2 separate regions of the Mus musculus genome follow, and region 2 is linked to region 1. A link is a contact called in public Hi-C data. All regions are on one chromosome and are shown on one strand. The core of a region is the stretch at or near the end of the contact, and the rest is flanking DNA. Distances in the headings are between cores, read along the strand shown.

Region 1 (3,637 bases), core at 842-3,341:
TCAATGCAACTGAAGTGGATGAGTCTTTAAGTTCAAAGGTGAATAATCCTTACCTCAGCCTGGCTCTTGACATCAAGAGAACAGTCTTCAATACTTATCATCAATTATAACACCTTTGAAGTCTTGGGGTAGATAACCTATTGTCAAATATGGATTCCCATTAATCCTCTTTTGCTGAGGGTTTTTGTGATGGCTGTTCACTTGTATTTATCTGCATGAAGATGCCCTTTCCTTTCTTATAATGTCCTCATTGAGGATATTTATAGATAGTACATACATCAGTCACGTTTTCATATTCTCTGGGGAAGTTTAAGTTTTACTATTTTATATTCTAAGTGTATGAGTGTTTTCATGCACGAATGCACATGAATCCCATGTGTGCCGTGCCTGATGAGGTCAGAAAAGGGCATCAGATCTCTTGGGTTGGTGTTACACGCGGTGGAGAGCTACCAGGTCTGTGCTCGGAACAGAACCCGGGTTCTCTGCAACAGTAGTAATCACTCTTAAAACTGAGCCATCTCTTTAGCTCACTCTGGAAAATGTCTCAAGCCTAGAGTTTTATGTGTGTGAGGTCTTAATTATGGGTTAAACTTCTTTTATAGCTATAAGACCAATCAGACTTTGTATCTCTCCTGGCATTGGTTTTTTGCTCTTCCCCTACCAAGAGCACCATTATTTAGATATAATTACCATCTTGTATAATTTACTTATGGGTGGCACATGCCTGCAGTCCCAGCACCTGAGAGGCAAAAGCAAGAGGAGACGCTCCAGGCCATCATTCCAGGCTATATAATGAGTTTGAGGCCAGCCTGAACCATATAATGAGAGTCTATCTGAAAACCCATATCTGATATGATGGTTTTAGTACATATATAGTGTTGTGTAAGCTCTATGTCAATCAGTAGTACAGTCTTGCACCATCCTCACAACCTGACATCCATTAGACGTCACTTCCTGTTTTCCCTACTCCTAATCCTTGACAACCTTCTGTTTTTATGGATTTGCCTGTTCCTGACATTTCATGTTAAGCAAAGTGACTCAGGATGTTGAATTTTGCTGAGTGGATTTTACTGAGTAGCATAATGTCTTCAAGACAGAATTATATGACATCATATACCTGTACTTCACTCTTTTTAATGCCAAACAATGCCCCATTTTGCGTGGTGATGTGGGATCCTTTAACAATGACCGTCACTGGGGTTGGATTCACTTTCTGGCTATGAGGAACAATGTTCCCATGAAAAGTCATATGTAAGTCTCTGTGCAGCACCATTTCTAATTCCTACCTGCTGTGAGGCTTTGTCTACGTCCCCATTAATACTTCTCACTACAGTCGCTCTTACAGTATTTTCCTTAGTAAATATGAAGTAGTACCTCACAGTGTCTCTCATCTCCCTCTTCTAGGGGACCAATGATGCTTTGTATCATTTCAAGCTCTTGGCAGCCATCTTTATAGGAGAAATGTCTGTTCTGATCTTTTGCCCATTCCGGGAGCCATTTGACTTTTTAAAAAGTGATTTATTTTATTTTTCAGCACACTGTCACTGACACACCAGAAGAAGGCACCAGTGAGCCACCATGTGGTTGCTGGGATTTGAACTCAGGACCTCCATCCAGAAGAGCAGTCAGTGCTCTTAACCACTGAACCATCTTTCTAACCTCTTGACCATTCTTAAAATCAGGCTTACTTTTTAAAGTTTAATGTTAGGTTTGGAAATTATGTTACTCTAGGAACTTTTGAGTGAAATTTTAAGTTTATTGGCATCAAGTTTTTCCAGCCATTTTTTTGGCTGCTGTTGTTCCAGTGCTGGGTACCAACCGCAAGGCTTCCTGCTCTGCTGCATCCTAAGCCGCCTTCTTAGCAGCTCCAGGATTTGTAGTGATAGCCTTCTTTTCTGCTTTTAATCCTGGGAAACTATGTATACTTTTAATTTCTTAGCATGGTTACTATTTCTCCTTTGATACACATTTCAAATATTGGAGGATTTCCCAGAGAAAGTGATTCATTGCTGCAGGCAGTGATTTCCTCCGTGGGTAGAGAAAATGCTATATGACTCCAGTCCTTTGGAATTTATTAATATTTGCTTTATGGCCTGATTTGAGGTCAGTTTCAGAAAATATTCTGTGTGTGCTTGAAACAGGACGAATTCCACGGTGGTGGAGGTGGCGTTACCATGGGCTTCTAATAGCAGATGATTTGAGAGTTGGCTTTGTGTGTGTGTGACAGCTTAGGTGTTTCTTGACTGAACTGAGAATCATTCACCCGCAGCAGAGCTCTCCTTTAACAAGCTATTGGGAGAGTACCCTGACTGCATGGTGCCCTCTAAGAGGGAAAAGTAGTATGTATGCATGGTGTGTGTGAAGGCCAGAGGAGGCACCATCCTCTGTTTGCCTCATGCACTGAGACAAGGTCGCTCACTGATCTTGGACTTGCTGCATTGTGAAGGCTGGCAGCTAGCAAGCCCTAGTGTTCTTCCAGCCCCTATGCCCTTCTCCCCACCCCCATGTGAAGAGGTATAGGTGGTTGTGAACTTCCTGTCTCGGGTGCTGGGAACTGAACCCAGGTCCTTCTCAAGAGCATCAAGTGCTCTTAGCCGTTTAGTCATCTCTCTAGCCATGGCTTTCTGTTATATGGATGCTGGGGAGCTGAACCCAGGCTCTCAACGTTTGGACAAGTGCGTTTACCTACCAAGTCATCTCCCCAGCCCCATGCTTGATTCCTTTTTTTGTCAAAGGCCTATTTCATGTTAAGAATGCAGACATTCACATTAATATCATTAAAAGGACCAGACTGAATCTGAACTAGAAAAGGATGCCATCATGTAGTCCAGGCTGGCTTTGAACACCCAGTCTTCCTCCTCACTGCTGAATTATGAGTGTTCATTACCACGCTTAGCTTAAAACCAGCCTTTTAGAAGAAATACAGATTATTCAAAACGTTTCTCACATACAATTCAAAATATTTAAGCACCAGATGAAATTTAAAATTAGCCGACTACTTCACTACATTTTATATAAAGAAAACGCTTCATTAGAAAAGTGTCAATCTTTGGATCGCATGCAGATTTGCAGAACCAAATGTTTAGTGTGGGGAAAAAAAACCCCTTAAGCCCTATAAGCTTTGCCATAGATCTTTGCTTCCTTCCTAGTCTGTGTCCAACAGGACAGGAGGGCACTGTTCTCACGGAAGGTAACATCCATCAGGAGGTGGATCGCCAACAGAAAGAGGACAATGTTGGAGATAATGGAATCCAGAAATAGACCCTCATGTCGGGAGTCCAAGTTCAGGTGTCAACACTGAGTGACAGGGCTGATTGTTGTGTCAAGTCTAGTATGCCACCATTTGAGAAAAAAAGCCAGGGAAAGCATATAGATGGGGCACGGTAGGGAATAGCTATTGACCCTAACACGACCCCCTTCATGTTGTAGCCCACTAAGAAATTCCACCCCGGTGGACGGGGAATCCAGAAGGCTGTGTACTGGATCATTTCCTGCAACACAGCAGCTGCTGTTCAGCTTCTCTTCAAAGTAAGGCTGGAGCAACCATGACAAACTCGGCAAACCACCCAGACAGCTGTCTGGAAGCTACAAGCACAAGGTCCAAAATAAACGTAAGGAATAGCCAAAATTTATATTT
Region 2 (3,510 bases), core at 80-2,579, 250 kb after region 1:
GCCATGTGTAAGTGACCAGTAGCTGTTATAAAGCATGCTGAACCGGGGTGAGAGATACAGCTCTGTGTCACGGGGTAGCATGGTGCGCAGCAGAGCAAGAGTGTGGACCTCAGACTGTCGTGCCCTCGTTCAGACAGTGGCTCTTCTGTACAGCCGAGGGGCAGCAGCACCCTTAGCTGAGTGTCTCTTGCCTTGCCAGAGAACTGGGGCAGTGAGGACAGTTCGTAGCTGTTTGACATGGTTATGAGCCTGTGCTCATTTTATGGAAGGACCTCCCACTAACGTGTACGCCATCTTTCGTGGGTTTTAGCGGCCCCATACCCTGTGGGTAATTGTTCTCTCCTTAGTTCAGGCACCTAGAAAAGTCTCCCTGTGCTGTCCTTGACTGGTTATTTTGTATAAAGACTCCATTTGCCCAGCGGAGAGGCAAACTCCGCTGTTCACCGGAGCTCATTCCACCCCACCCCTCTACTGTAGATTCCTCTGGGCCTCGGCAGCCCCCACTGCAGACGTGTAAATCGCTAGTGATGCTTGCTTTTCATTCAAGAACTTTCTGAATGATAACTGAGCTTGATTTGGAAAGAGCGGTAAGTTTCAACCAAATTTTATTCCACAGCCAATGAAGTTTACTGATGTAAAAAAAGCTTTTTGAAGCCGCTTGATATTTGGAGCAGAGCCTGGCTAAATTAACTGACCTGAACTACTCCCTCAGATGGCAGCCAACACGGTGACAGCCTTCATTACACAGGACACCCCACCCCACCCCGCTTCAGTGGAACATAATAGAAGGTTCAGGTTCCCTCCCGAACTGCTCCGCTGAACGGCTACCAGTTCTCTGAACTCATCCGGCTTTGGTGGGTTGTGTGTTGGAGTGAATGACACAGCAGGCAGTTTGCCAGAAAGTTGAAGCTACGTCCCCCTAAAATTACGAGACATCCCAATAGGAAACTTCCATTCCAGAAATGCTTTGACCACCCTGGGGACGACGTGGAATCTTTACAACTCTTTTTAAAAAAACATGTTGACTCACATTCTCTGTGATTTGGTGCCGGGAGGTTGTGTTGTAGATCTTTGTTTTCTTGTGCCTAACGGGTGATGGCTAGAACATTTTCGTGTGTTTCTTCTTGTATTTTCAGGTTTACAGTGATCATTTTCACAGGTTGTTATTGTTCCTTCATATGTTGCGTTTTGTGATATATGTGTTTGATTTGTGGGCTTGTTCATATAATCACTGTCGATTTGTTTTTCTTTCTCTCTCCTTCTGATCAGGAGTTCTGGCAGGTACTGACTCGGCAGCATGTGCTTTCGATTAATCACTGCTCTGGAATCCATGTTAATGCTTCCGAGGCTGGGGGTCGGTGCATGCCTCTGGCCTCCCTACTCCCTGCACAGTGGTTTCCATCCCTGACTTAAATTTCCTGTTTTATCTCTAATATGACAATTCAAACACTGCACGGTCCTTGAGAATGTAGAACCCGCTCTAACTCAGAGGGAAATTTCATCAGTAGCTGTTAACACACAGGGATAAGAAATGTTTGTAGGCATTACACTGCATCAGATTTTAATTAATTGGTCATTTAAATGTTAGTATTGTTTGGGTTGTTTTGTTCCTAAACTATCATAGGAACAGGCGACAGTTTGAATGAATAGATGCATTTTTTTCTTTTGAAATTTCTTAATCAGTGCAAATAAGCCATTGCTTGGTTGATCTTTGCTCAATAAAATAGCTTAAGAGGAAGCTGGTGGCTCATTTAGACTTTATTACTTTGCCCCTTTGAGCCAGGGAATGACTGTAGCTTGGGGAAATAAGCAGACACATGGGAAGAACATGTAGGTAGAGCTGGCCGGGAGATGACCAAAGACAGGCAGAACACAGGCATTTTAAATTGATTTCTGCAGGGACTCTCAACTACAGATTATAAATTTTTAAATTTTATTCATTTAAAATTACTCTTGCATTTTTGATGGTTGGCTGCAATAAAAAAAAAATCTAAATTCAACTTAAATAGCAGCATCATTTGATTTGAAGTAATTGGTGATATAGTTAATGAGGACCGCAGGAGTAATCTTTCTTTTCATAGTGCATTGCCCCCTGTGTTCCTGTTTTAAAATGGGGTGGATTTTAGTAGTTCCACATAACTGTGGCATTAACGGTATTCTGAAACAAACAAATACTTTAAAATTTGCATCAAAAGAATTTACTGCTTCAAATTTCAATGCTTCAAATTCTGGGATTTTGTGTCAGAACAGCTAAGGTACAAACAAGTGCTAGCCAGTAGAGAACATAGCTGGGCTCGATCTCCTTGCCTACCAAGGACAAGCCCTGAACTGGGCCTTGCCATAGCACTCCAAACCTTTAAAAAAGAAAGGGTTGAGGCCCAGTCCCACAAGAAAGCCCTTCCCATGGCTCTCAGTGCAGTTAGACAAATGAGAGGCAGCGAAAAGCCCTTTCTCTTCATTAATAACCATGTGCTTTCGATTTGGAAAGACTTGCCTTCCAGGAGATCCATACAGCAAGAGTGAGGAGAAGAGAGAAGAATTAGCAAGTGCTAGAAGTCTCTGGAGCCTGCAGCCCTCAGTGCTCAGCACCAGTCACTGATGCTTTCAGTACAGGAAGTACTAGTTTTGCTTCACCAGAGGTTGGGAATCAGCCATTACGCCACTTGCAGATTAGTGCCTCTGTATAAGGAGGAACACGTAAATTTTGAAGTAGTCTGTATTTTTCTATCCATATTTTCCTGAACCTTTTCTGAGTTTCTAGAATCAGTATCTGAATGCAATATGTAGAAACTGTTTTGCTAAAATTAAAAATTTGAGATATTAACTACTTTTAAATCAGTTTTTACTGCATCCTTCAAAATATCTTGTGAATTTGTATTAAGCATAGGCTTTTCTTTTAAAAGATGCTGAGGGAATTGTTCATATTAGTTTCTAGAAACAGTGCTTGTCTTGCTGACACCAGTACGTATCTTTTAAGCTGCCCATGAGAGCAGCAGACCCCTTGTTAGAGAAGGTGGACCCTTGCGTATCTTTCTGCAGGATCTGCTCTTTGCATGCTGTTCCTACTGCCTGTAGAAAGCCCAGCACCGCGTCCTGCTAGCATAGTACACTGTTCTTCAGGCCAGCTCACTGATGACATCAGGTACTCAGTGCATTGCCATGAGGAGTATCCGAGGTCTCTTTCCAGTCTCTCCAGTTCCACCACTCCTAAAGTCTGTGGATTTAACAAGTTTTGGTTATTCAGGTTGAAAACAGAATGATAATGCAGTCATTAACTCCCCCAAAAGGATGTCATTCACTTGCTTGCCTCAAATGCTCAGACTCCTACTAGTACGCCTTTAGATACATTTTTATTTTAGGTTATGTTATGTTTGACCTTGAGATCAACCAAACCCATCTGATGTTCCATTGTTTATTTGAAGCATAATCATAACTGGCCATCACCTCTCTGACGACGCCCCATTCCTGGCTTTTCATCATGGAACAATGTTGGCTGCTCACTCTGACGTC

Evidence for each region. A called contact is a pair of places that touch in the nucleus more often than the background predicts.
Region 2: a contact with region 1 is called in a Hi-C map of embryonic fibroblasts, with 4 times the contacts expected there. The contact joins two enhancer-like sites. A contact is called at or near these places in 5 of 484 Hi-C or Micro-C datasets (B cells, the N1E-115 cell line, cerebral cortex and 2 more), 1 of 115 datasets of contacts at active chromatin or transcription factors (embryonic fibroblasts) and 4 of 9 other capture datasets (adipose tissue, embryonic stem cells, liver and 1 more).

Annotation. Positions count from the first base shown.
Region 1 is chr10:59,507,335-59,510,971 of GRCm38.p6, forward strand. All of the region lies in intron 1 of Mcu (mitochondrial calcium uniporter), which reads right to left. Among named protein-coding and RNA genes, the nearest start is that of Gm40671, 66 kb to the right of the region's middle. Within about 2 kb of position 2,092, at least 67 of the 459 cell types and tissues checked have an H3K27ac peak or open chromatin away from gene starts, as enhancers often do. A contact at or near this core is called in embryonic fibroblasts, where this site is marked.
Region 2 is chr10:59,755,437-59,758,946 of GRCm38.p6, forward strand. The region is part of intron 5 of Micu1 (mitochondrial calcium uptake 1); the gene reads left to right. Among named protein-coding and RNA genes, the nearest start is that of Gm17059, 43 kb to the right of the region's middle. Within about 2 kb of position 1,330, at least 50 of the 459 cell types and tissues checked have an H3K27ac peak or open chromatin away from gene starts, as enhancers often do. A contact at or near this core is called in embryonic fibroblasts, where this site is marked.